Linked DNA regions of Mus musculus: all the other regions are linked to region 6. Evidence: chromatin contacts called from public ChIA-PET, Hi-C, HiChIP or PLAC-seq, capture Hi-C and promoter capture Hi-C data. All regions are on one chromosome and are shown on one strand. The core of a region is the stretch at or near the end of the contact, and the rest is flanking DNA. Distances in the headings are between cores, read along the strand shown.

Evidence for each region. Promoter capture Hi-C pulls out the DNA fragments that hold promoters and counts their contacts. Hi-C and Micro-C count contacts between places; a contact is called where the count stands out from the background. ChIA-PET counts read pairs in DNA pulled down with a chosen protein or histone mark. HiChIP or PLAC-seq counts read pairs in DNA pulled down with a chosen protein or histone mark. Capture Hi-C pulls out chosen DNA fragments and counts their contacts.
Region 1: a contact with region 6 is called in an RNA polymerase II ChIA-PET map of memory CD8 T cells, with 15 read pairs. The contact joins the enhancer-like site here to the promoter of Nudt3 in region 6. A contact is called at or near these places in 5 of 39 promoter capture datasets (the C10 cell line, the HPC-7 cell line, embryonic stem cells and 2 more), 1 of 15 datasets of contacts at CTCF or cohesin (the NIH/3T3 cell line), 1 of 484 Hi-C or Micro-C datasets (the G1E-ER4 cell line), 8 of 115 datasets of contacts at active chromatin or transcription factors (effector CD8 T cells, embryonic forebrain, embryonic hindbrain and 5 more) and 1 of 9 other capture datasets (adipose tissue).
Region 2: an H3K4me3 HiChIP or PLAC-seq map of embryonic stem cells shows a contact between it and region 6, with 8 read pairs. The contact joins the promoter of Zfp523 here to the promoter of Nudt3 in region 6. A contact is called at or near these places in 2 of 39 promoter capture datasets (the HPC-7 cell line and embryonic stem cells), 1 of 484 Hi-C or Micro-C datasets (CD4 T cells), 6 of 115 datasets of contacts at active chromatin or transcription factors (the 230-238 cell line, the SCID.adh cell line, embryonic hindbrain and 3 more) and 2 of 9 other capture datasets (embryonic stem cells and liver).
Region 3: a contact with region 6 is called in a promoter capture Hi-C map of fetal liver, with 2.2 times the contacts expected there. The contact joins the promoter of Ppard here to the promoter of Nudt3 in region 6. A contact is called at or near these places in 3 of 39 promoter capture datasets (fetal liver, pre-B cells and stem cell-derived epiblast-like cells) and 3 of 115 datasets of contacts at active chromatin or transcription factors (large pre-B cells, memory CD8 T cells and pancreatic cancer cells).
Region 4: an RNA polymerase II ChIA-PET map of memory CD8 T cells shows a contact between it and region 6, with 15 read pairs. The contact joins the promoter of Def6 here to the promoter of Nudt3 in region 6. A contact is called at or near these places in 4 of 115 datasets of contacts at active chromatin or transcription factors (bone marrow-derived macrophages, embryonic stem cells, memory CD8 T cells and 1 more).
Region 5: a Hi-C map of B cells shows a contact between it and region 6, with 19 read pairs. The contact joins the promoter of Itpr3 here to the promoter of Nudt3 in region 6. A contact is called at or near these places in 4 of 39 promoter capture datasets (embryonic stem cells, hippocampal neurons and second pharyngeal arch cranial neural crest), 1 of 15 datasets of contacts at CTCF or cohesin (large pre-B cells), 5 of 484 Hi-C or Micro-C datasets (B cells, the G1E-ER4 cell line, LSK cells and 1 more), 15 of 115 datasets of contacts at active chromatin or transcription factors (the 230-238 cell line, T-cell acute lymphoblastic leukemia, bone marrow-derived macrophages and 11 more) and 4 of 9 other capture datasets (adipose tissue, liver, macrophages and 1 more).
Region 7: a contact with region 6 is called in a capture Hi-C map of embryonic stem cells, with 2.8 times the contacts expected there. The contact joins the promoter of Itpr3os here to the promoter of Nudt3 in region 6. A contact is called at or near these places in 2 of 39 promoter capture datasets (the C10 cell line and the HPC-7 cell line), 1 of 15 datasets of contacts at CTCF or cohesin (the NIH/3T3 cell line), 7 of 115 datasets of contacts at active chromatin or transcription factors (differentiating embryonic stem cells, embryonic forebrain, embryonic hindbrain and 4 more) and 2 of 9 other capture datasets (adipose tissue and embryonic stem cells).

What each region holds. Positions count from the first base shown.
Region 1 is chr17:27,073,766-27,077,849 of GRCm38.p6, forward strand. The region is part of intron 2 of Itpr3 (inositol 1,4,5-triphosphate receptor 3); the gene reads left to right. Among named protein-coding and RNA genes, the nearest start is that of Mir7677, 15 kb to the right of the region's middle. Within about 2 kb of position 1,831, at least 74 of the 459 cell types and tissues checked have an H3K27ac peak or open chromatin away from gene starts, as enhancers often do. A contact at or near this core is called in the G1E-ER4 cell line, the HPC-7 cell line, effector CD8 T cells and 2 more, where this site is marked.
Region 2 is chr17:28,175,832-28,179,492 of GRCm38.p6, forward strand. Zfp523 (zinc finger protein 523) reads left to right here and starts at 1,365. Exons shown (of 14, transcript NM_001357995.1): 1 at 1,365-1,694.
Region 3 is chr17:28,230,607-28,234,435 of GRCm38.p6, forward strand. It overlaps Ppard (peroxisome proliferator activator receptor delta), which reads left to right and starts at 2,148. Exons shown (of 8, transcript NM_011145.3): 1 at 2,148-2,258.
Region 4 is chr17:28,205,892-28,209,534 of GRCm38.p6, forward strand. Def6 (differentially expressed in FDCP 6) reads left to right here and starts at 1,887. Exons shown (of 11, transcript NM_027185.3): 1 at 1,887-2,047. The coding sequence starts at 1,952.
Region 5 is chr17:27,055,873-27,059,556 of GRCm38.p6, forward strand. Itpr3 (inositol 1,4,5-triphosphate receptor 3) reads left to right here and starts at 1,432. Exons shown (of 58, transcript NM_080553.3): 1 at 1,432-1,802. The coding sequence starts at 1,714.
Region 6 is chr17:27,621,191-27,624,806 of GRCm38.p6, forward strand. It overlaps Nudt3 (nudix (nucleotide diphosphate linked moiety X)-type motif 3), which reads right to left and starts at 2,262. Exons shown (of 5, transcript NM_019837.2): 1 at 1,897-2,262. The coding sequence starts at 1,995.
Region 7 is chr17:27,099,405-27,102,955 of GRCm38.p6, forward strand. Itpr3os (inositol 1,4,5-triphosphate receptor 3, opposite strand) reads right to left here and starts at 2,046. Exons shown (of 2, transcript NR_168269.1): 1 at 1,740-2,046; 2 at 250-750. Itpr3 (inositol 1,4,5-triphosphate receptor 3) reads left to right here. Exons shown (of 58, transcript NM_080553.3): 22 at 196-395; 23 at 1,701-1,830; 24 at 2,179-2,236; 25 at 3,363-3,528.

The DNA of each region.
Region 1 (4,084 bases), core at 581-3,080, 550 kb before region 6:
CTCCTCCTGGGTAAAACCCCAGGGCCCAAGCATGGCTTCATTCTGTGGCCTGGTCAAGTGTTGTCCCTCAAGGGGCCTCCTATCCTCCATGGTAGAAGGCAACACAGCCCTGGCAGTGGCAGGGTTGGACACAGGGATCACCTGGTTGTTCTTGGGCCAAGCAGTGGATTACCTAAAGGGCTGAGGCTGCCATGCGCCAGACAGCTGGTGCCTGGGCGTGGTGCGAGCAGGCAGGAACACGCCAGTGTGACGCCACCGGGTCTGCAGAGCAGTTGCTCTTCTGGCCAGGGGTGGACTCCATCCTTTGGCTGCTTGCTCCTGGAGACCCTGGCCTGCAGAGGGCCCCGAGGCAGTTCTTCCCCCACGCATGTGTCTATCACTGCACTGCTGTGTCAGGGCTTTGTCTAAGTCGATGTCCTGGGTTGAAGTGTGCCTCAGCAGCTGTGTGGGAGTGAGCCTTGAGCCCTCCCCCCTACCCCCACCAGCCTTCCTCTGCCCCGACTACAGTCATACCTGGTTCTACATTGTCCACTCTCCCTCCGGCTACACCAGCCTCCTCCACTTAGTGACGAGCCAGCCCTCACCCCCTCACTTGCTGTCTGTCCCCTCTGCCCTGCTTGCCCCCACCTCTCACTATGCTCAGCTTCCTCCTGGCTCAAGGTCCCTGGCTCTGGTGTGGCTTTCTCTGACTTCTGTTCCTCTTCTGTTTAGTTTTCTGCATCAGTTGAGCCCAGCATGCTCTGTGTTCTGTGTAACTCACTTCTCCTTCTCTCTCAAAGCCCATTTCTCTCAGGCTTTTAGCTGGGTGAGTTCAGATTTAACTGCGAAGCCGAGATGGTTCTGAACTTCTGATGCATCCCGGTGCTGACATTTTTTTACCGTGTATGGGCGTCACTGCAGGTCACAGGGCACGTGTGGAGGTCTGGGGATGACTTTCAGGGAATCTTTCTCTTCTGGTCTGGGGATTGAACTCCAGCCAGGCTTGTAAGTTAAGCTCTGTCGCCCGCTGAGCTACCCAGCCTCTGGTGTTCTGGTTTGTCATTTGTGTCCCTTACTAGAACATTGGCTCTGCAGGGACAGGATTTTAGTCTGGCTTTTTGTGTTTCTGGTTTTATTGGCAATTTCAGTCTCCTAGCTCTTTGGGCAAGTGGGGAAAGGAAGGGAGGGAGGGAGGAAGAAGAAAAGAGAGAGGAATGTGGGAGAGAGCAGAAAAAAATGAAGGTCCCCTGGGGCCCCTGGCTGCTGCCAGCACAGGGAAGGACTGTGCACAGAGGTGTGTACCGTCATCGGCCTATGGAGTGACAGGAAGGTGACAGAGAAGTGGGTGCGGTAGGGGAAGATACGCCCTTGGCTTCCAGCAGACAATCTGGGGCCAGCTTTTGACAACAAGAAGGCCACTTAGAAGAACAAACACCCCCTTGCCTGGTTTCTTTCCCACACCTCCATCTCTGTCACTTCCCAGGGCTTGGGAACAGGGACTCCTGAGATCCTCCTGGCGTCCCTGGCTTGGCCTGTACAGCCGAGCATGGCAGGGACCCAGGCTCCACTTGGTCCTGCTGAGCCCGAAGGATTCTGGTCTTGGACAGGGTCTGTTCTCCGCAGCTCCCAGAGGGCAGGTGCAAGTCTCGGCATTAGAACTCAGGACCAGACTCAGGGCTCCAACCTGAGACTGAAACACCTCACTTGCCTGAGGCCTGCCATTTGTGGTTTTAGCACCGCTGTGGGATGTGTGTGTGTGTGTGGGGGGGTGTCGAGGCAGACATTTAGAAGTTGTCAGGTGGTTATCAGACTGTTCAGGGAGCCCCGGGTGTTCTGCCCTCCCGTCTTGGGGTGAGACCTGTCACCGCAGAGGACTCTTGTTGCCCACAGCTCATTGTTCACTGTGCCCTTTGAGCTCCCACCCAGGTCCCTGCTGACTTCTAGGTTCTTCAGTGGGACCGGTAAAGCCCCGTCTGCTTTGGCTCCTCGTGTGTTCTTTCAGCTCCAGCCACCGCTTGCATCACCCCAAGCCTCAGCTTGTCCAGGGAATTCTTTCCAGTCTTGGCAAGGGATGCCCAGGCTGCTGGTGCTAGAGGTGCCGTCTACCAGCTCAGCCCCCTGGTGCCCACTCTGTGCTACGGGTGTTGATCCACGTGGTACCTCCCTTCCTTAGCCCATTCCCCTTTTCCTCCCGTGAGGGAGGGGGCACCGGTGGGGGAGGGCTCGGCAGCCTTGCATTAGGGGACGTTCAGGAAGCTCAGAGCGCACTCCTTCAGGCACAGACACCTGGACTCAGTGGGTTGAGGTCATCTTATGGCTCAGACCAGTGAGAGGAGGAGCATGAGGTTGCCTTCCTCTGCTTCCATAGAGGGGTGCTCTTCCTCCAGCATTTACCCCTGCTCTTCCAGAGTGCTCCCCAAGCTCTGGTGGAGGAGCTCTGTGGTAGAGCTCTTGCCTAGTTTGCAGGGAGCTGTGTCACAAAAACAAACAAAAACATACTTTGGAGCCAGGTGAGGTGACTCATGTCTGTAATCCTGGTGGTCAGGTAGTTAAGATCAGTGGACCATGGGCTCTACACGCTTTTAATCCCAGCACTGAAGGCAGAGGTAGGCGGAGCTCCGGATTTCCTGGTCTACATAGCAAGTTCTAGACCAGCCAGAGCTGCACAGTGAGACCGAGTCTGAAAAACCAAACCCAACCAAAAACCAAAAAGGAGAGGGATCAAGGAAGACACCGGAAATTAGCTTCTGGCTGCCACATGTGCAGGTGAAAACACAGACAGACAGACAACACACAAACATACAGATACACACACACACACACACACACACAGATACACACAGATAAACACACAGGCAAACACAAGACACACAGACACATACACAGACACACACAGATACACACAGGCGTACAGACACACATTCAGACACAGAGACACAGATATACACACAGACACACAAACAGACATACATGCAGATACACACACCAGTATGCACACATGCAGACAAGCAGACAAGCACACACACAGAGACACAAACATAGACATATACAGACACACATGCGCGTGCATACACACACAGGAGAAGTTGGTTCTGTCATTCAGGGTCCTGGTTTAAACTGCTTGTTGCCATTCTGACCTAGGGACAGAGCCAGGAACATGAGGGCGGTTTTGACCTGTGTTACAGAGATAGCCTGTGTGTAGAATCATTGTCCTGTCATGCTGTCCTGTGAGAATTACCCCTGCTGCCTGTGGCTGGACCCTAATTACTGTAGAGTGTCCGTTGCAAGTCTATTCACTGGCTTACCTCTTGATGGGCGCTGAGCTCAGTTCCCATTCGTGGACGACACCACCTTTACACCCACGGACTCGTGCACGGATGAGGAGTTTTGAATCAGTTCTGTGGACTCTTGTTTTGAGACATGGTCTCTCCCACTGACCCGGACCTTGCAGGCTTCCAGCCTCTTCCTCCCTTGTGTTGAGATCACAGGTGTGTTGTGACCAACATGTCTGCTTGCCTGGGCTGTCTCAGTACCTGTGTAGTTTCTTCACCTCACCAGTAGAGGGCACACTCTTGCAGAGTGTGATATTGTGTTGTGTCCACTATGGGCGGTTTGTGGACAGCTGGCTTTCCGTTGGCCACGGAGGCCTCTGTGCATAGCCCATCTCCATCACTCCTTGCTAGGAGGCCATTGGTGTTCGTGCAGTGGCTGCGAGCACAGTGCTTTGGTCTGTATTCCAGATGTCTAGTGAGGCTGAGCGTTTTAAAGTGTCTGTATGTGCATGCACTCGGGGAGCCCACAGGTCAATACTGGGTGTCATCCTTAACTGCTCTCCACCTTGGTTTCTGAGGCAGGGTCTCACTGAGTCTGGAGGTAATCGACTTAGCTAGTCTGGATGGCTGGCACATCCCGAGGCTCACGCTGTCTCCTCCTCACAGCTGGGGTTACAGGCGCCTGCTGCTGCCCCTGACTGTGGGTACCGAGGATTGAACCCAGGTCCTCACGATTGTGTCGAAGCCCTGACACACCGGGCCAGCTCCCAGAATTCCACGGCTGCATAGCTGCTTGCCTGACATTTGTGAGACCCTGGGTTCAACTCCTACAA
Region 2 (3,661 bases), core at 115-2,614, 550 kb after region 6:
TCTTGCCAGCCCTGATGGTGAACTCTTGACCCTCCTGGTTTCACCTCCCCAGTGCAGGGGATTACAGTTGTACACCACCGTGTCTGGCTTTCTTGCTGTATTTCTAACCAATAATCCGTGCTATAAAACCCTGGAAAGATCCCATGTGTGTCGTGCTAGGATGGCAGAGCTGGCTCTAACTGGGTATATACTAGGGCACCAGGTGGAAATTCCAGTACCACACTGGGACCTCGGGGTTAACATGCCCGTGCCAAGGCTCCTCCCCCTTCATCTTCTTATTTTTAATTGGAAGCTTATTTTCTCTCAATTTCTGAAAATATCCTGAACCACAATTCCTCCCTGCTTGGAAGAGAGATAATAAAAAGAACTTTTAAAGTTAGGTGTCAGGTGTAAAGATGAGGCAGGAGGATCACAAGTTCAAGGCCACCTTGGGATCCACAGTTTGAGTCCAAAAAAAGGACAAAACTATGGAAAAACAGAGAAGAAAGGGGGCACTTGGTTTTGTTCCTCACACTGCTACCCTATCAAGGGGACCTGTTGGTTTTGGGGAGCTGATGGAGGAATGAATGAACGCCCAAGAACCTGAGAAGACTCTCGGGGCGTTGTCCCTCAGGGGTCGACCATCAGAGTGTCATTTCTCAGGGAAGGCAGTAGAAGGAAGCAAGTGTTGTCAGGGAACCTTCCTTCAGAGAGAATCATCCCTCAGGAAGATGAGTCGAGCAGAGGGGAACGTCAGGGCCCTTCCTCAGGGGACAGGATGGGTGCACCATCCCTCATAAACACTCACGTTCCCCAGGGCATATGGGAAAAGCCAGTACTGCAGGGAGAATTGTCCCGCAGGAAGGACTGTCAGGGCTCCATCCTTCATAATGCTGTCCCCCCACCCCCACCCCTCGGGCATCTTCCCACAAAGTGCAGGAAGGATTGTCCCTCGGGGTGCAGTCCATGCAGAAGGACCATCTCTCACGGAGACTGTCCACAGGGAGGACCGTCCCTAAGTCCCTCAGGGTGCTGAGCCCCAGTTCACCTTCTGACAGAGCGGGAGAGAAGCGTCCCTTAGGGTGAAGTCCCAGGGGGAGGACCATCCAGCAGAGATGACTGTCGGGACGCCATCCCTTGGGGCGCCGTTGCACAGGGCGCTGGGAGGACTGTCCCTCGGAGTCCCATCCCCTCCAGGCGTCTGGTCACCGTCCTCTGCAGGAACCACCTAGAGATACCTGCAATGGCTTCCTCCCGAGCAGCCCACCGCCGCTCGATTTTTTCCCCCGTTGCTATGGCGACCGCGGCTTCCACCCGGCGTCGTGACGTCATCACGCCCTCCCCGGGCGCCCGGGCTGGCGAGGCCGCGTCACCCGGCGGCCAGCGGAGAGAAGAGCGAGGCGGAGCTCCGAGGCTCGCCTGAGGAGACTCGGCGGCCTGGGCTCCGGGGCCCGGGAACCGGGATAAGCAGGCCGGCCGCCGCGGCGGAGGGGGGCGGGCTGGAGCGTGGCCCCGCGCTGGTCATCCGGGTTCCGGGGCCCGGCGGAGGCCGCGCCGGGAGCGAGAGGGAAGTGCGGCCGCCCTGGAACCTGGATATCGCGCGAGGCAAGCCGCGCGCGGGCGGGCTATGGCGCAGGCGGGTTGCGGGGCCGGCGCTGGTGGCAGGGCCCGGTGCATGGTGGTCTGTCGGCGGAGTCGCCCTCGGGGGCTGTCAGGTTGGTGGCCGCGGGAAGAGTGGGTCCACCGTGCCCCGAGGCGGGAGGCTGGGCGAACGCGGGGCCCCGGGAAGGTCCGGAGCCCGTCGTGCCCACCCTCCTCGGTCCCTGGCCTGGCGGCTGGGCCTCCCTGGACGGCGGCCTGGCCCCACCCCCACCCAGGGTCCCTGCCCCTCCATCCCGCCCTGAGACTCCTCCCCCAGGACTCCCAAACCCCGCCCTCCTCCTCCTCCTTGACCCCATACACACACTCCTGACCCCCAGACCTCACAAGGCGACCCCCAATTCATTGAGTGCTAACCCCAGCCCTGCTTCTGGACCCTCCAGTCTCAGTGCTGATACAATCATTACATGGCTTCCAAGAGGCCCGTAGTCCCTAGTGACCCCCTAGACTACCCTCTGTGGGCACCCCTTAGTCCTCTCCTGGCTTCTGCAAACCAGACTCGGGCTGTTTCCCACCCACTCATCCACATAACTCGTGATCTTCGCCCCGTAACACCATGATCATCTCACCCTCCTGACATCCCTCTTTAACCCCCCCCCCCGCCCCCAGCCTCCAGTGTCAATCAGCACATACATAACTTATGCCCACTGCCATGCCACCGTTGTGGTGATCAAGAGTAAATGGAAATGAAGTATCATTTGAGGCAGGAAAGGATTCTAGATTGAGTGTGTGGTTCAAGTTCAAATTCTATCATGTTGAGCTTTGGAAACCTTGGTGGAGGTCCTTTCCTTACGGTGGACTTGAGTTTCTGATCAGAACTGTGATGAGATTGAGTTTGGTGATTCCCCAATGTTTCTTTCTATTAAAATTCTGCAATTCTTAGTCAAGACAAAAATAGCGAACTTTTTTCTACGCTGCCTCAGAAATGTAGTCCTTGTAACCTCACCCTCCCACCCCCACTCCCAACCTGGGTCTACTGGCTTTACCGAACAGTATTTCTTCATTCCTGTGATTGTCTACACTCTGCCCCCTCAATTGGACTCTATCAGTTTGTAAAGCCGTGCAGCACAGAGCTTCCCACTGAGTTGACATCATGAGCTTGGCCCTTCAGCTGGGGAACTTTTGGCAAAGCATTTAAAGCCTGAGGTAACAGGTGCAGAACATTCAGGACCCTTCTGCCTCACAGGAAACCTTTACCTTTATGGTAGAACAGTTGTTTTTAGTGAAGGTCTAACTACTGGGTGCTGGAGATGCCACAGACACCAAGCATATGGCCCACGCCAGTCACTACTGCTGCCATCTTGGAATCCCTGTCCCCATCTCTGATGAGTGCCTTACCTCTCACTTGGACCTTTTTCACAGCCCCTTAGTAATGATCCCCCTGCCCCAGAAACTACTGTATGGCAAACTTTATTTATATAGATTAACTAGACCTCTCACAGGCCAGACCTATTAGCTCTTTCTGTCACCACTCCCTCCCTGCCTTTTCCTGAGAGTTGCTTTAAATAAAGGAATCTGGAATTGATACATTTGAACTGACCATGCTAGAAAACCCACCCACTCGGTTGTCTCTCATATCCTGACTTCCTGGTTTTCCAAATTCTCCTCAGGCCCTTGCTCCTTGCTTTCCAGGAATTCTTAAATTCAACCTTCGCCCATCTAATCACCCTCAAGGGCTTCTTCTCCTTGTCCCATGACTAAGTAACTTTTCTCACCCTCTTCATGACCCTTGACCTCTTATCCCCCCAAGACCCCTTGCACCTTATGTGGAAAGGACACCACACCCTTCTTTAAAACCCCTATCTGAGGCTCCTGTAACAAAGGGCAGATTAACAGGCGAAAAGCATCGCAGTTTATTTAGTTTAACTTACTCGATGCGAAGCTTTCAGTTAAGGAGGTGAAGACCTGAAGATTAGACCCATGCATTTTTATTCTAGGCTCGGTGAAGATGGAAAATATAAGACCAAGAAAATGCAGTAAATGGGGGAGGGGGTGTAACATATCAAGCCCCAAATGTTCAGGT
Region 3 (3,829 bases), core at 898-3,397, 610 kb after region 6:
CTCCATGTGCTATGGGATAACTAAGGGAAGCAGGTCCCGCCCCACACTAGGAGTGGAGGCTGCCCAGGCTTGCCTGGTCTGCTGTGTTTCTGCAGTGCTGATGATGGCAGCTGATGGGGTGGTGGGTCTGGATTTGGACCTGGGAGGAGTTAGGGGAAGGAGTGAGCATGACTATGGTCAAAATACAAAATGGGCAAGTGTGAAATTCTCAAAACCAACATTAAGAATCTAGCAGAGGAGTAGAGTTCTTGCTTAGCATGAAGCCCTTGTTCCATACTCAGAGCCACATAAACTGGGTCTAGAGGATTCCAGCATGTGGGAAGTGCAGGCAGGAAGGTCAGGAGTTCAAGACCAGCTCGAGACCCTCCACCAGAGCTCTGCCAGACACAAAATGGCAGAAATCTCTGACTTCCCCAGGCCATTTTTTACTACAGTCTTGGAGGACAAGGGAAGTGATATCTAAAAACTTAATACAAATTCATTTCAAAAGCAATAGAAGGGAGCTAGGGAGAGAGCAGGAAAGTTAAGCGCCTCTGCTGTTCACGCAGAGCAGCCAGCGTTCAGATCCCGACACACAGGGAAAAGCAGGGTGTGGTCCTGTGAATTCCTGTAATTGCAGAACCAGGATAGCCCAGGCTTGATGGCTGACAGCCTATCCCACCAAACCAGAACCGCTCGTGCATGCATCAGGAGACCAGGCCTCAAAGGAAAACCGTGGAAACCTATCCTTGGAAGACACACAGTACCCTTCTCTGTCCTCCAAGTGCACACGCGCACGTGCGCACGCGCACACACACACACACAGACACACACACTCGAAAACAAAGCAGAAAAAAAGTGGTGTGGGGTTCTCCAATCCAGCGAGCTAAGGATGCACTGTAAGGAGTGCCAGACCGGGCAGAGGTGACCTTTAATGGCGGTGTGGAGGAGGGAGGTGCCTGCTGACTTTCCTGCCAGCCAAGTTTTGTTCATTCTAGGATGATGAAACCAGCCAGTGACAGATTGCCTTCTGGCTACATACTCTCTGTGGTATATGATGAGTTGGGGTGACAGGCAAGCCCAGGTACAGAGTTCTTGTCTTGTCTGGTCCCTGACATCCAGCGACAGAAATCTCAAGTGGGAGAAAAGTTCTTTTAAAATTTGTTTTCTATTTGGCTTCACAAGGCCTATAAGCACAGGCTGGCCCAAAACTTTCTCCATTGCTAAAAATGACCTCAAACGGGTCCTCTACCTCCTGAGTGCTGGAGTTAGAGTGCCATCATGCCTTCCAGATCTTTCTTTTTTCTTGTGTGGGTGTATATGAAAGTGCACATGCGGTGTGTAGAGATTGGAAGATAACCTTCAGGAGGCAGTCCCAGGGACTGAACTCAAGTCTTCAGGCTTGGAGACAAAGCGATGACCCGTTGAGCCATTGAACTAGCCACCAGTTAAAAAATTGGGGGTGCTGAAGAGATGCTTCAGTGGTGAAGATCGCGCTTGCTACTCTTGAAGAGGCTCGCTTCCCAGCATCTACATGGAAGTTCTCCATTGTAACTCCACTTCCAGGGGATCCAACGCCTTCTTCCAGACTCTGCAGGCACTGAACGCACATGGTGCAGAGACAGACATGCAGACAAAACACTCTGACATATAAAAATAGATATTTTGTAAAACGTATGCGTCTGTATTTTCATTCCCAAGTCTCCCACCATATGCCTCTCCCAAGCGCCTCTGAAAATTACAGTTTGCCTCTATTCCTTCCCCCACCGCCCTTAGCTTTGCTTCTTGCTTCAAACCACACAAGTCTATGCCTAGTTTCTTCTCAGGAAGAGTGAGGAGGTTGTATTAGATGACCTCCACCTTCTTTCCGCGCTTTAAAGCTTTAAATATCGTTTCGTGAGGCTTGCTTTGACCAGCCCTAACTTCTCCCCAGCGCTTTCCTCAGCTGCTGCTCCCACGTCTGACTGCAGAGGGCGCTGCAGACGCGCCAGGGCAGCTGTGCAGTGGGCGGAGCGATGGCTGTCAAAGGAGTGGCTCCAGGCGGCGCGGCGATTGGCTACTGCTATGGCGGAAGGGGGCGGGGGCGAGTGCTTAGTTGTGGGGGAGGGAGCCAGCGGCGCGGTGACATCACGGGGCTGGGGGCGGCGCCGGGGCTGGGAGCGTGTGACGCCGCAGGCCGCGGCGGACCTGGGGATTAATGGGAAAAGTTTTGGCAGGAGCTGGGGGATTCTGCGGAGCCTGCGGGACGGCGGCAGCGGCGCGAGAGGCGGCCGGGACAGGTCCGTGCGGATCGGGAGAGGCCAGCGCGGCCCGGGCTGAGGTGGATGGTGGGGTCAGGGGCTCCGAGAGCCGCTTTCCGCGCCTCTGCGGCTCGTCTATGCTCGGCTTGCGCGCTGAGGAGCCACCGCTGGGGTCTCCACCGCAGGGACCCCTGTGGTTGCTCGGAGCCGGCCTCCCTCCCTCCTCCCACCCACCCTGATCCCTCTAAAGCCCCGTGGCTTCATCTCCTCTCAATTCCAAAGAACCCCATGTCACCTCCCTTCTGACCCCCTTTCTGAGCGCCTCCCTTGCTGTCCCGCTACCCAGGCCCTCCTTGGAGATCCTTCCTGCCTCCCTCGATAGCCTTCCATCCTTGCCCTGTCGGTCAGTGCTCTCCTCCTCTCTGACCCGTTTTCGGGTTGCCCTATCCCTCCCCATCTTCTTTAGGATGTTGTGAGCCAGTCCGGTTTATCCGAGCCCCTTCTATCCTGGCTACCGGCAGAGGCCCCACTTAGGCTCAGCTCTCATCTCCTGTCCTTTTCACCTCCTGTCACCCGACTGCCTCGCTTCTAGTTTTTTTTTTTTTTTTTTTTATGCCTCTGCTTGAGGAGAACCCAGAGGTGCACGATAGGCTTCCGTTTCACCTTCAGTTGAGCTGGGAGTGGGGTGTTGAGCGCCAGCTTGACCAGATTTGTTCGGGTCACAGGTTTCACTGGGTGTTGTATTGGGAGGGATGGCCAGTTGGTAGGCCCTCGTAATCTCAGCTTTATAATACTTCCCCTTTATGAGTCTGTTGACTTCCAGGAACCCTTGGGGGAGACGGCTCTGAGTTGGGTGTGTGCCAGGGGTAGCCAGAGGCTTCATATAACTCTTTTCACCCTTTCAGGAAACAGGACTCATTTGGGATATTATGGAATGTATTTAAACCATGATACGGTGCCTTCCACGCACTGCCCTTTTCCATACAGCTAAGAGCAGAAGCTATGCCCTTGGTTTTTTTTTTTTTTTTTTTTAAAGATTTATTTATTATATGTAAGTACACTGTAGCTGTCTTCAGACACACCAGAAGAGGGTGTCAGATCTCGTTACGGATGGTTGTGAGCCACCATGTGGTTGCTGGGATTTGAACTCCGGACCTTTGGAAGAGCAGTCGGGTACCTCTTACCCACTGAGCCATCTCACCAGCCCTGCCCTTGGTTTTAAACTTGGTTTTTCCTCCCTGTACTGGCTCTAGAATGTTTGCTTACAAGTTACATTTATTTATTTCTGTGGGGTGTGGATGTGGGGTGGGGTGTAGGTCAGAGCACAGCTTACTGGAGTTGGGAGGTGGCTCTCTCATTCGATATTGTGGTTCCTGGAAATAGACTCGGGTCATTAAGGTATGATGACAACCACCTTTACGTCCTGAGCCACTTCACCAGCCCCAGAATACATTCCCGTTTTAGTTTTTCAATGGATTGTGGGCCTGCTAGCCCTGGGGCTGTTGGGCATCTGTTCCCTTAATCTTGGGGTCTTGGTCCAGCGACTGAGTTTACCTCCTGTCTTTCACTGACGGAATGTGCCTCTTGTGTTGGTCACTGGGCATGGTTCC
Region 4 (3,643 bases), core at 637-3,136, 580 kb after region 6:
GCTCCTCCATCATTTCAGTGCTGGTCCCTGGTGGCAGGGCTGGCCAAGCTCCAGCCTGCTTTCCTAGCCCTGCGTGGCCTCAGCGCCCACCCATGCAGCAGGTGGCTCTCCATGGGTCCAGGCAGGAAGAGGCCCTAAGAGAGGTGAGCTCTGGGACCCGCTGGTAGGCTTTTGCCCACACCTACGCCAAACAGGACCCGAGTGGCTGTGCTTCTTCCTGGGCTGTGGCTGAATCTGGGGTAATGCCCGGGCTGCCAGAATTCTGGGTCTTCTGCCTTGCCATCATTGAACAGAGCCTGGACCCTTCCTTCCCTGCCACCATCACTACATACAACCTCACCAGGGTTCCAGTGACTTCTTCCCAGTGCTAACATCCCGGCTCTGTAACCCAGTTAGGGGGCAGGATGTCTAAGTTCATGCCGTGAGACCCCAAAGACACAGGGGGACCCCGCTAAAGAACCCCCAAAAAGAACGTCAGAAGGCCAGAGCAGCCACAGCTGGACAGGTTCTGGCACCTCATGAAGAGCAGCTATAATGCTACCCACAGCTGTGTAGGAACACTGTGGGAACTGTGGGAGCCTCTCCCTCCCTCCTCGTCATCTCTCTGTATGATGCTCTCATGAGCCCCCAGCCCCTTCCTGCTGACAGAGCCAGGAAATCAGGGACCAAGTGCATAAGATTATCCTCTCCTGGGACACCTAAGGAAGCCCTCATTTGCTGTTGCTCAGCTGGGATCTTTTCTCTCCTCCTCCTCCTCTTCCTCTCCTCCTCCTCTTCTTCCTCCTCCTCTTCCTCCTCCTCTCTTCCTCTTCCCCCTCTCCTCCTCTTCTTCTTCCTCCTCTTCCTCCTCCTCCTCCTTCTTCCTCTCTCTCTCTCTCTTCCTCTCTCTCTCTCCCCTCCCTTCCTCCCTCCCCCCTTCTGGGCTTTTTTATAGTTTGTTTTTGAGACAGAACTGTTCTTCATAGCCTAGGTGGTCTCAAACTCATCCCAAGGTTTTAGAACTCCAAGTGAGGAGCAAGTGGAGGGGCTGGGTATATGCCCCTGTGAGTGAGTAGGTGGATGGGTGGAGCACAACTCCAGAATTAGCTTCCACTGACTTCATTGAAATTTAATGGCCACCATGATCTGTGTGGGCATTGCATCTGAAGAAGTGGAGGCTGCTGAAGAGGGCTCTGCCCATGGCCTGCCCTGCCCCTGACTGGATTTCTGACGTGAGCCCCACTGTCAAGGTCACCCTGTGTGCCTAAATACAGGCTCTGGTGTCTTGAAAGCCATCAAGTACAAAGTGGGCAGTATTCTGAAGTTTCTTTTAGAGCCAAGGCCCGGGGAGGGGGAAACAGCAAACCAAACTGCCAAGGCACCCTGTCGTGGAGAAGCGGAGAAGCAGCTGGCTCTGTCCTTCCTCCGCTGGGTTGCTTTTGCTTGGGTAGAACTCTGCACTGAGCTTCTGCTGGGTGGCTCTAAAGAAATATCCTGTCCCGGGCCTACAGGGCCTACAGTTTTCTTTCTGTCCAGTCTCAGGCACCCACACAGCTCTGTGAGGTAGGAACGTACTAAGAGTAGACTGTTGGGGCTAACTCATCCAATCGCTTCCACTTGGTAAGCTTGACTCCTGATCCTGTGTCCCTCCAAGTCTGGAAGGGCCTGCTTCCTCTCTCTAGAGCTACCACTGGGAGCCTGGGAAGATCCTGAGGCAAGCAGGCTTCTAAAGTGACTATCTGTGCTGAGGGAGCCAGGGCCCAAAGGAGGGCTCCAGCTCTGGGAGGGTCAGCCCTGGAAGCAGAGCGTGGCGAGAGCAGCTGGCTAGGCCCTGGAAGCAAGAGGGAACAGGCAGGTGGAGCTCTCGCTCCGCTCTGCACCAGGGCCTCTCTGCGGTCTGCAGCCGTTTGCATTTCCTGAAACCGGATCTTGGTGTCAGAGCCGCCCCTGGGCCGGGGCGGGCGCCTCAGCCATGGCCCTGCGCAAGGAGCTGCTCAAGTCTATCTGGTACGCCTTCACTGCACTGGACGTGGAGAAGAGCGGCAAGGTCTCCAAGTCCCAACTCAAGGTGAGTGGCATCCTTGGGGCTCAGGGGAGGCTGACTCAACGTGCCAGCTCCCACCCCAGAGAGTCAGCCACGGAAGCCTTTGCTACTGGCAGACACCTTGCCATCCAGCAGCCCTGGCCCCGGGTGGAGCGCTGACGGGGCCACAAAGGCAGCGTAGCTCAGTGGATGCTCCCCAGAGGGCTCATGCCACCAGAAGCCACTGTCTAGAACCAAGTACCCTGACTGGACAGACAGTAGAGGTGGCATCACGAGGTTCCGAGATTGAGTAGCCAGGCCCCTTCCCGGGCTCCTTGTGGGTTCCCCAGCGTCATGCTTGGGCACGTACCCTGCTCCTCCCTGTGGCTTCCTCATGGCTTTGAAGAAAAACAGTTAGTGCTTGCCCTTGGCTCTGAGAGCCTCCTCCATTTGCAAAGCAAGCTGGCGACTTGAAGCAAGCGGTAATGTGGGCCACCTATCAGCGCAGGAACAGAACAGGTTGGGAGATTTATCTTATAAGACCTCGGGCTGAGGGTGTCGGGGAAGCCGGGTCTGAGAAAACCTCTTCCGTGACCACACACACACACACACACACACACACACACACTCTACTCACCCCCATCATCTTAAAACCATTAGGCCTGGACAGTTCCAAGGAGCGGAAGGAGCTCTCTCCTTCCTGGGTAGGTGTCTTCTTCCCAGGGGAGAATGTAGGAGAAACCAGCAGAAGTCTAGGCTGCTGGAGCCAGGGAGTGTTGGGCCAAGTGTCAGAGTAGCCTCAACCCTGCTAGGGATCCAGTCACTCTCTGTAAATACTTTACCTGGAGCACCACAGGAGGCTGTGTCTGCCTCCCACTCGCCCCTCAAGATCTGGGTATTTACAATTTCCACTGTTCACAACCATGATAGGAACCCTGGGAGGCAGATGGCACAGAACAGGCATGGCCCACCTCTGTCTCAACTCCGACATTGCTGAAGCTGGGTCCTATGAACTTAGAAGCTCTAGCCAGCTCCATCTACCCAGCTGAGCTGGCTTTCTGAGCATCTAATGACTAAGGTTCTACTGCCCCAGGAAAGAGAGTCCAGTACCACCTCTGGTTCCCTAGAGAGGCAAGGTTAGCCCTTCCCATGTCTGCCCAGCTCTCGTCACCGAGTTGAGTTCTGCCCAGAAAGAAAAACAGGTCATCCAGACACCAATCCTGTAGAAACTGTGCCCCCCCCCCCCACACACACACCTTCCCCCAAACCCTGTCTCTTTAGTACTCCACCACATGGCTTCTTGCTCCCAAGATACTATGTTCCATCTCTGTGACTTCTGACCCCTCTCCAGGCTCTCTGTGTGCCTTGTGTGCATAGTGTGCAGCCCTTGGTGTCATCAGTTAGAAAGGCCTCCCAATTAGAGCCCCCCCCCCCGTTAGCTTCTGACCAGCCCCTTCCTGCCCCACTCCCACTCCCCAATGCCCACAGGTTGGGAATTTCTGGGGAAGAACCTCTGAGCGCATATACCCTTAAACTGTGCTCCTCCCTGCTCGAATCGAGCCCTCTTGTAGTGACATCTCTGGCCAGAAACAGTAAATGTCACTCACATCTGCCTCACAGGAAACCTGTCCACTCTCAAAC
Region 5 (3,684 bases), core at 182-2,681, 570 kb before region 6:
CCCTGTTTTGATTTTTTAAATTAATTAATTAATTTTTATTTTATGTGCATTGATGTTTTACCTGCATGTATATCTGTGTGAGACCATCAGACCTCCTGGAACTGGAGTTACAGACAGTTGTGAGTTGCCATGTGGGTGGTGGGAATTGAACTTGGATCCTCTGGAAGTGTAGGCAATGCTCTTAACCACTCAGCCATCTCTCCAGCCCATTCTTACATTTATTTGAGGCAGACTCTCACGTGCCCTAGGTAAACCTCGAACTTACTATGCGACCTTTAACTCCCAGTCCTCCTGCCTCTACTTCCCCATTAAAGGCTTGGCTAACCACTACCACCAGTTCTAAGGGTCTTGGTAAAAATCCCCTGCACTCAAGAACTCTCGGTGCAGGTCAGCAGCTGTCTCACGGCTGGCGGCTGTCTCCACCCCTCCTGGGTCTCTTCCTGCTTCTGTCTCCAGTCCCCTCCTCCTTTTCTCCCAGGGACAAACGCCCCCATCCCCGCCCCTCAGGAAATAAGGGGGGCTGGGTGGGAGGGAGCAAACGTGACCAAAGGGGGTGGTGGTGGCGCATTCTTATCTCAGGAGTTCAAACCAAAGCTCTAGGAGGAAGCAAACGCCCAGCCTCCGTGGCGCAGAACAGAAAGTAGTCAACTTGGCGATGAGTTTGAGGGCTGAACTTTGTGAGCAAGGGCCCGCTACGAGAACTTGTTTCAGTGGGCGCTGGGGTGCACTATTAACTAGAGGAGGTAATGCTCTCCCCCTCCCAGTATTATTTATTTATTTTAAAGCAAAGACAGAAGGAGCCAAGAGAAACTGGAGCCAATTCCTCCTGGAGAGGGAGCGGCTGAACTGATTCGGAAGTTGGATCTCTTTGTACACAGGAATGTGGGGAGAAAGAGAGTGAGAGAGAGAAACCCCAACAAGGACAATTAAAAAACAAAAAACAAAAAAAAACCCAAACCCACCCCATTGCTTCATTTCCCCTCCAAGTCAAAGCACTTTCTATTGTGCAATGAAAAGACTTTTCATGTTGAGAGAAATGAATCCTGATTTGCAACGCTAAGGGCTTGAGCGCGCATCCAGGCGCAAGACGGTTCTCAGCTGGGCGCGGTTGCCGCAGGGTGACCGTGGCCAAGTTCCCGGTGTGCTCAGCCACGCGTGGGCCGCAGGCTAGGCGAGCTGGGGATCTCCGAGGGTGGAGAGCCCCGAAGTGCAGCGCGGTGCTGGTGGACAAGCCGTCTAGAGAACGCCCTAGAGCCTGGGGGTCGTCCGGTGGCAAGCTGGGCGCTTTAGGGGGTGCAGGCGTGCACGCGCGCGGTGTAGAAGAGGCCGAGCCTGGGGCGCGGGTGCACGTGGGAGCCGCGGCGGGGGCGGGGTGGGGTGTGGCCTCCCCGCCTCCCAGGCGGGATTTGCATGTGTGTGGCGGCCCCAGACTTCCTGCTCCTTCCAGGCTGCAGGTACGCGCGGGCCCGGCCGGGCTGGAGGGCTGCGAGCGCGCAGAGACGCAGGCACCTCCTCACCCGGACCCGGGTCGCGCCGCGCCTCCTCGCTCTCTGGTGGCAGTCAGCCTACTCCTGCCGTCCCGATCGTCCGGGTCGCCGGGCTGCGAGGTGGCACTGCGCCCCTCTCCGCCCAGCGCGCCTCAGTCCTCTGCACCGAGCCTGGCAGCTCGCTTCAGGGCGACCTCGTCGCCTCGAGCCCCGGAGGGCCGAAGCCATGAATGAAATGTCCAGCTTTCTTCACATCGGGGACATTGTGTCCCTGTACGCCGAGGGCTCTGTCAATGGCTTCATCAGCACTTTGGGGTGAGTGAGCCTAGGGCAAAGAGAGGGGCATCGGGACCACGGTACCAGCTGCTTGTTTGCCAATGTTCAGTCCCCTGAGCCCTTGATAGAGGCTTGCTTGGACAGCCCAGTCTCCAGAAGCGAAGGGACGCTGGCACCCCTCTCTTAGAGAAAGGAAGTGCGTTGTTTGCTCAGGTAGTAGTCGGGTGCCCTGGGGAGTTCTAGAAGGCGTCAGCGCCCACGAAGCCCGCCACTTCTGGCACACTCTTTTTCTTAACTCATGGCTGAGGGGTTCGGACTTCCTCTGCAAGTGGTCCTCGGGTTATGCAGGTGGCTGGGGCCTGAGTTGGAGAGGGCCTGGGTGTTCTTGTTTGGGATTCGGGGTGGGGTGCTAGGGTTGGCTCAGCCTGAAGCCTGGCACTCACCTCTATAGCCCCATCTTGAATCGGTTTATTTAATTATTTAATTAATCATTTAATTTATTTATTTGGAGAGGTAGCATCTTTTCACTCTCCTTGTGCCCCATCTCCTCTTCAGAGTGTTTTCTTTACCCTCCCTGTCCAGGCAGTCCAGGTCTTGGCCAGCTGGCCCCCCTCTCACCGCCACCCCCTCCTTGTCAATTTCCTGTGTAGCTACTCTGGCGCCCCTGGGTCCCTGGTCCCAGGTTCTCTAGAGCACTTTACAAACATTAATTAATTCTGGCTGTCACCCCCCGGGGTCTGGGCTGGATAAGCAGGGAATTGATTCCATCCCATGCTGGTGCCAGGCCGGTAGCTGGGAGAGGTTAGAATCCCAGTATCTTTTTGGATAGACCCTGAGCACCTCGTTGCTGCAGGGATGGAGGAAGCGCACAAGCCCGGATCTGGTCTTTCTGTCCCATTTTCGGGCAGGTGGGGTGGTAGTGGCTAATGTTCTGGTATCTCACGTTGTCAGCACCATCCAGCTGCTGGCAGGGTGACTCCTCTCTGGGGGCTTTGGAAGTGTGTCAGGAATTCTTTCAAAGTTAGCCCTGCAGGTGGGAGGCTCCTGGCTCCCTTGCTCTCTCCTCTTGGTGGTTGAAATTCAATGTGCTGTAGGGAGGAGAAACCTCCAGGGCCTCTCTGCCTGAGGAGGCTGAGATGGGAGTTCCAGCATCCCTCTCTTCTCCAAGCATCCTCCAGGCTCTCCTACACACCTCCCGGGTCAGATGGAAATTTCTACACACACATCTCCCCATCAGATTTCTCTTCTGAAGTTGCCCAGAGTTGAGGCGTGGAGCCTCGTCTGGGCCAGCATCTTTGCAGGCCTGGCTCAGAGCCCTGCCAGGCAGGGCCCTTCTTGGGGAGCTACAGGGGAACTGCGCAGTCAGCACTAAACATGCTGTCTTGGGATGGGGTGTGTGTTGGGGAGGGAGTGGCAAAGCCAAAGGTGGGAGCCCAGACTCCCCCCAACTCTGCAGATTCTCAGAAGTAGTCACATTTTGTTGATGTGTCTGGCTCAGGGCTGAACACAGGGTAGATGCTATTTAATCACCTTGAGGATTGACAGAGCCAAGGATCTAAGGTCCCTTTTCCTGTCCCCAGGCAGCCTCCATTGTCTGGGAATCCCTCTGCTGGCGCTTTCTCTCTCTCTCTCTCTCTCTCTCATGTATATGTGTTTTGCAGGCATGTATGTCTGTGTACCATGTTGGTGCTGCGTGGCTTTAGAGGCCAGAGAGTGCATTGGCTCTCCCGAGACTGCAGTTATAGAAGGGTGTGAGCCACCTTGTGGGTGTTGGGGATGAACCCAGGTCCTGTGCTAGAGAGGCCGATGCTCTAAAGCACCGATCCACGTCTCCAGCTCCCTGTTCTCAGGACACTTTCTTCCTCTTGGTCCTTCCTGCCTCAGGAGCTGCTATTTTTAGTCCACCTGGACCTCAGGGCAG
Region 6 (3,616 bases), core at 1,012-3,511:
TCTGGGAGTTAAACAATACCTTAGAGATTATTTTGTGGTCCAAAATCCCTCCGGACTAAGAGACTACCAAAATCCCCTCGGGATAGATGGGTGTGCATCTGTAAATCCCATCTAACAGATGCTGCGCCTTAGTGGGCACTTCAGTTAAAGCCTGCTTGTTGCGCTGAACAGAACAAGTCCAAAGCCAGCCAGGTCCGCTAACATTCTTGTTCTTACCAAACTCTGAGCAGCCACTGAACCTATCATTCAAGAGTCGCACAACTGTCCTGCTCATTAACCAATATGCAAAGAGAAGTTCAGTAAAGGCAACCCCACCACGGAGCAGACGCTTTAATCCTCCTTCTAACAGCTGAAAATCTTAAGCTCCTAAAAAAACAAAACAAGTCAGTCCTACCCCTGGTCTGACCTACACAAGGCAATAGGTGGCCAAACTGCCGCCAGTCCATTGTAAAACTTCTAACCAAAATTAGAAAATCGGTTGTTCCTTTGTTAAGGATCTTGAGTTTCTAGTATTTATCCAAAATATTCACATTTTCACCTCTAGGATGATCTTCTTAAAACAAAGGGTTTTGCAGTGTTCATGACTAAATTACACAGCCTTCTACTTTAAACTTGGCCAGACCTAACCACAGCACTGCAGTGAGGCATGTCATTATGCTAATTCCTTTTCCTCCCGCTAACAGCCCAGATCCCATCTGACTTCCCATATGATAATGAAGAAAACAAAGCTTCTAGAACAGCCTTCACCATAGACAGTTTTACCTCACGTATTCCAAAGCCAGCGCATCATTTAAAACTTGACCTTGCTTACTTACAAAGCGCGTCTTTCGGGGACCTTTGGTAATGAAGGAAAGTAACAAAGTATACATTTCCAAAACTCCTGTTTTGCAATCCCTCAACAGCACAAAGAATGCTTTCACGGATTTTCTTCAGGCCGTCATTTCATTTAAATTCCCCCTCCTCCTCCTCCTCTTCCTCCTCCTGAGTATCTACCGGACAGTGATTCCTGGTAGTCCATCCTCCCTTTCATCAGAGCCTTTCATAACTAACGGGTCAAGTTCCTGTCGCCCATTTCAACACGATGCACCGTACTGCAGGCTTGCCACCCCAGCCCACCGCCGAGGGCCGGGATAAAACATACTCAGTTTCACTGCCCTTCATTGTTTTCAAGCGAACTGCCATCTTACCACCATGCACACACACGACAGCAATGTGTCCCCACAGGCATTTTATGAATTTCCAAAGCAGCTATTCTTTGTGGATTTACAAACCACGCGCCTTTCATGAATCTCGCTTCATCACCACAGAAACGGCTTTGTGAAGCCGAAAAAAAAATTTTTTTTTAAGTTCCTTAAGGAAAAAGGAACAAGACTCTAAAACGTTCTATTATCCTAGCTTACCCTACGACTCATCCTATTGGGCACAGCAGAGAAACGTCGGGACAGAGATCTTCATAAATACAGCTTTTGATGGTCGTGAAGTGTTCCGGTCAATATGAATAACAACCTCGACGACAACCGTGTCCAGTGCCCTTTCTTTTCAGGCTCCAACCATACGGACTCAGCAGCTCAACGTTAGAATCGAACGGCTGGCCCCGGCTTGTCGCTGCCAGTGCTCGCCCGCAGCCACCTCCCCTCGGCCAGCAGCAACCCTGCGGGGAGGGAGGGAGGGAGGGAGCGGCCCTCCGCTCCGCCACAAAGGCCGGCCTGCGCCCCATGCACGTGTGCCGAGCGCCGAGCTGCCTAGCCACTGCCCCGGGCGAACGGCGGCCAACCCCCGACGGCCCGCCGCGGGATGGCATCCCGCTGCCCCGGGCCCTCTCCACTCCGCTCCCCACCCCCCCTTCTCCCCAGGAAACCCCGTCGGGCGCCGCCGACCCCCGGCAGGGCGCCTCACCTCCTCCTCGCTCTCGCTGCGGAAGCACAGGCACGCGGCCCGCTTCTTGTAGCCGTCGCCGTCGTAGGTGCGGGTCTGGTTCGACTTGAGCTTCATCATCCTCCGGGCCCGGGTGGGGGGTGCCGTGCGGGGCCTCGGAGTCCAGGGAAGGGGAGCCTGCTGCAGGCGGGCGGCCGCGCGCGCGCGCGCCCCAGGCTCGATCGAGAGGGCGGGGAGGAGGGTCTGTGTGTCCGCTACACGGCTCCGCGGCGGGACAGCCTCATTGCCCCCGGCCCAGGCCCTGCGCCGCCGTCACGGCCGCCGTCGCCACCGCCACCGCCCCCTCTACCGCCGCCGCCCCCGACGACGACCGCGCCGCCATTTTGGACGCGCTGCGTCAGCTGCGTAAGGCACGCGGGCTCGCCGGACGGCCGCGCGTGCGCAGCGCGGACGGCGTTCCGGAATCGCGCCCGGCGCGGGAGAGCGTCTGCACTGAAGGCCGCGGAAGCTGGCGCGGCTGCTACGCAGACAGCGTAGGGCTGGGGATGGCGGAAGCCGGGTGAGGCGCGGCGCGTGGGCACCACCCGCGACCCCACGGTCCCGGGCGCCGCTGGGCAGAGAGCAGGGGCCCGCCCAAGGTCACCGGCTGAGCGGCCCAGCCCGATCCAAGGTCGCGCCGCTCAGATGACAGGGAGAGTGACAGCGCCGCTCTGCTGTCCCTCGCCGCAGACTGTCAACCTTAGCTGCTGGGGATCAGGAGTGGGGCGGGGCGGGGCTGCTCTTTGCGGTCAGTTGGTAGCTGTCTGGACATATGTGCGTCCTGCAGCCATTTGTGCAAAAAAGGCAAAAGCTGCCACTTGCCTGGCGACATGCTTGAGGGACTGGGTTCGAACCTCAGCACTGCAAAAAAGAAAATAAAAAAGGAAGGAAAGAAAAGAGAGAACGCCATCCTCTTAAACAGGAGCAGAAAGGGAGAGACTGTAAGAGTGTGCACAGCACACGTACGTAAATCATGAAATATGGTTTCTGGCCGTGACTATAACACTGGGATGACCCTCTTAGAGGACGTGAAAGTGGGCTACAGCGTTCCTGCAACAAAACGGGCACCATTACCGTGTGCTAAACGTTTAGAAAATTCTGTCAAGATATTCAAGATTTATAAATAAATCCCAAAGCGCACAGCGTACGTTTGTGGGGACAGGTGTGTGCGCCATGATTGCTTCTGTGAGGTCAGAGGGCAACTTAAACGAATCCATTTTCTCCCACCACAGAGGACCAGGAGACTGAATTTAAGTGGTCAGGCCTGGCTGCAAATGACCTTTCTGGGATATCTGACGGGTCCCCGTTACCTGTTTTAATCATCTTGTATGTAGTATACTTCATTAATAATCTAGAGGGGCCCAAGAGATGTGTCAGTTTAAAAGGGCACTGGCCATGGAGCCTGACCACCTGAGCTAGATCCCTGGCACACATAGCGAAAGGAGAGAACCAACTCCCACAAGCTTCACCGCTACATGTGCTCTATGACATATGTGTCCACACATATTCTAACTTCTTTAAAAACTAAATGAAGGGGCTGGAGGGATGGCTCAGTGATTAAGAACACTGGCTGTTCTTCCAGAGGACCCTGATTCAATTCCCAGTATATGGTAGTTCACATGGTACCATACAGAGTAGCTCACAACTGTCTGTTGGCTCCTTCACACAGATATATATACAGCCAAAACACCAATAAAGTAAA
Region 7 (3,551 bases), core at 796-3,295, 520 kb before region 6:
CCGCTTTGCCTTTGGTCCGTTGTTTTCCCAGTCTTGGCATAAAGCTCGCCCCCCCACCCCACCCCCAGCTTGTACCCTCCCACCCCGCAAAGCTGCCTGAGTTAGCCCTGTTCCTTCTCAGCAAGCCTCACAGAGGTCAGAGATTGGGAACCCCTGGTGCGCATCTCTCAGTGACTCCACTTCTGTGACCCACAGGCAAGAATGTGCGGAGGTCCATCCAGGGGGTGGGGCACATGATGTCCACCATGGTGCTGAGCCGCAAGCAGTCTGTATTTGGTGCCTCCAGCCTGCCTGCTGGAGTGGGTGTCCCTGAGCAGCTAGACAGAAGCAAATTTGAGGACAATGAGCACACTGTGGTGATGGAGACCAAACTGAAGATCCTGGAGATTCTGCAGGTGCTGGTCAGGTGGGTGGGAGGTCCCGGGGTGGGGGTGGGGGTCACAGGGTCACAGCTGAGATCCTGGGATACTGCAGGTGCTGGTCAGCTGGGTGGGAGGTTCCAGGGTCGGGGTCACAGAGTCACAGCTCGAGATCCTGCAGGTGCTGGGCAGGTGGGTAGGAGGTCCTGGGGCTGGGGTCACAGGGTCACAGCTCGAGATCCTGCAGGTGCTGGGCAGGTGGGTGGGAGGTCCAGGGTGGGTGATCTTAGGGTCAGAGCTGAAGATCTTGGAGATCCTGCAGATGCTGGGCAGGTGGGTAGGAGGTCCTGGGGCTGGGGTCACAGGGTCACAGCTCGAGATCCTGCAGGTGCTGGGCAGGTGGGTAGGAGGTTCCAGGGCTGGGGTCACAGGGTCACAGCTTGAGATCCTGCAGGTGCTGGGCAGGTGGGTGGGAGGTCCAGGGTGGGTGATCTTAGGGTCAGAGCTAAAGATCTTGGAGATCCTGCAGGTGCTGGGCAGATGGGTGGGAGGTCCTGGGGTGGGGTGGGGGGGTCACAGCTGGAGATTCTGCAGGTGCTGGGCAGGTGGGTGGGAGGTATGGGGTCGGGGAGGGTCACAGGGTCACAGCTGGAGATCCTGGAGATGCTGCAAGGTGTTGGACAGGTGGGTGGGAGGTCCCAAGACAGGTGTCACAAGGTCACAGGGCTTTGCCAGATTCTCTAGCTCAACCTTCATGGTTCTTGGAGCAGCACCACTGACACTCCTTGGGGGAGGGACCAGAGCCCTACACAGACATGCGGCTTCCTGGAGAGGGATTAGTGGGGGAGGGGGAATCCTGAAGAGGGATTGGTCCAGAGGGCATGAGGGTGACAGAGTTACCACGGGGAAGTCAGAGGTGAGACTTTTGTCCTGTGAAGATAAAGGTTAGTTATGGGCGTCCCTAAACTCTGGCTCTAGGCACCTCAGTTTTCCTTCCCGGAGAGGGCTGTTGGCAGGGTAGCTATAAAGACAGGTTGGCCTGCTGACCTGGGAAGTCTATGCGTTTCCTGTTACTGTCTAGCCTGGGTGTGTTGGGGGGAGGTGGGCAACCACAGATGCAGGGCTCACTGCCTATGCTGAGAGGAGCACCAGCCACCATCACTGGGCCAGGAGCCGGGGGGGGGGGGGGGGGGGAGAGGACTGACTGTTCTGTTTTGTTCCAATGCCTTGGAGCATCCTGAGTGGCTGGATGCTAGAGCCCATTTAAGGGTTCCTTCACCCATCTTGGAGCAGCAGGGCTCCTGATGGAGACTGTTCTTCACATCACCTCTGTTTGTCTAGTTCATCCTGAACGTACGCTTAGACTACCGCATCTCCTACCTGTTGTCGGTCTTCAAGAAGGAGTTTGTGGAGGTGTTTCCCATGCAGGACAGCGGGGCGGACGGCACGGCACCTGCCTTTGATTCCTCCAGTAAGCCTTGACCCCTAGCATCTACTGCCACCACTCCACTGCCCTAACCTGTCCTTTCCACGCCCAAAAAGCATGTCTGTTGTCTCCCTGGTCACCACCATGAGGAGCAGGGCGGGGACCCTTCCTCAACAGGGAATGGGGTCCATAGGGAAGCCAGGGCTGGGGTAAACTCACATCCTACCAGGAGCTGGCCAGGGCCTAGCTTCCTGAGCTTCTGAGCTCCCTGCCCTGCTCTCAGCCTGGAGGCTCTGTGTCCTCACAAAGGCCGGGCAGGTGAGGGCTTGCTGGGGCATCCTCTGCTTGAGTCTCTGGCTACCCCATCTCTCTGTCACTCTTGCTTCCCCACAGCTGCCACCATGAATCTGGACCGCATCGGAGAGCAGGCAGAGGCCATGTTTGGAGTAGGGTGAGGCCGGGTTTGGGGGCAGGCTGTCAACATAAGGCTCACACCCTGTCTTTGGACAACCTGAGTTTCCTAAGGCTGAAGGCTGGCCGTGCCCTCCACTGTGTCGCCCGGAAGCCCCTCACCAAGCGCATGCACTGGCCCTTCCTGTCTTGCCCAGCCCTCATAGTAGAGAGTAAATCCAGATGCTCCTCCTCCTGCCCCACCTTTGTGCAGGGCAGCTGTGCCTCTGTGCTCAGCAGAGCTGGGGCAGCTGACCTGGCAACTGTTCCCTGTCTCACAGCAGGAGACATGGAAGAGGAGGGTGGTAGTATGGTGTCCCTCCCCCACCAGCCCTCTGTGCCCGAGGGGAAGATTCTTCTCTGCCATGGAGTGTCCAGCTTTCCTGGGTGTCTAGCACACCCAGGGGGTCTCTCCTCAGAACCCCATTGTGAATTTTGACATTGGGGAGGGCTGGGGGTGTAGGTCAGTGGGGATGTAGGTTAGTTGGCAGCAGACAGCTTATCTAGCATTCATGAGTCCTGGGTTCGATTCTCCAGAACCTCAGAGGCCACCTGCTACTCCCAGCACTGGAGGGAGGCAGAAAGGTCAGAGTTCAAGGGTACCTGGTCATTTGCTGCATTGAGAGTTCGAGGCCGATTTGGGCTACATGAGATATTGTCTCAAGAATAAACCAGAACAGAGAAGTACTGAATAAATCCTGTAAGACAAAGCCCACAAACTCACAGGGAAACCGTGCATTGAAATAGCTATCAAACCCCTGAAGAAAATACATCGGAAGTAACCTGCTACAAATGGGGCTCTTTATTAGCACATTAGATGGCAGCTGCAGGGTGGGTGTAATTAGCACCCCGACTCCAGCTAGTGGCAAGTGTAAATGGCATTTCACAATTTCCACTAACAAACCGGAGCTGCTGTGAATGCGTCTGGTTTTTACTGGTGACAGCCCTCAGGCTCCGTGGTTCCCTCACTGTGGAACAAGCGTCTTCCCATCCCACATGAAGGGGTCCTGCATCGGGGCTTGGCGGCTGAGGACTATCTGGGGCAGTGGTTCCCTGCACAGTGGGACCCTGGGTGCAGTTGCCCTCCCTCATTCACGGCTTTCGCTTGTGCCCACCCGTGCTGGCAGGAAGACCAGCAGCATGCTGGAGGTGGACGATGAAGGTGGCCGCATGTTCCTGCGAGTGCTGCTGCACCTGACCATGCACGACTACCCGTCTCTTGTCTCCGGTGCGCTGCAGCTGCTCTTCAAACACTTCAGCCAGCGCCAGGAAGCCATGCACACTTTCAAGCAGGTGAGAGGGGCCCACAGCCTTGG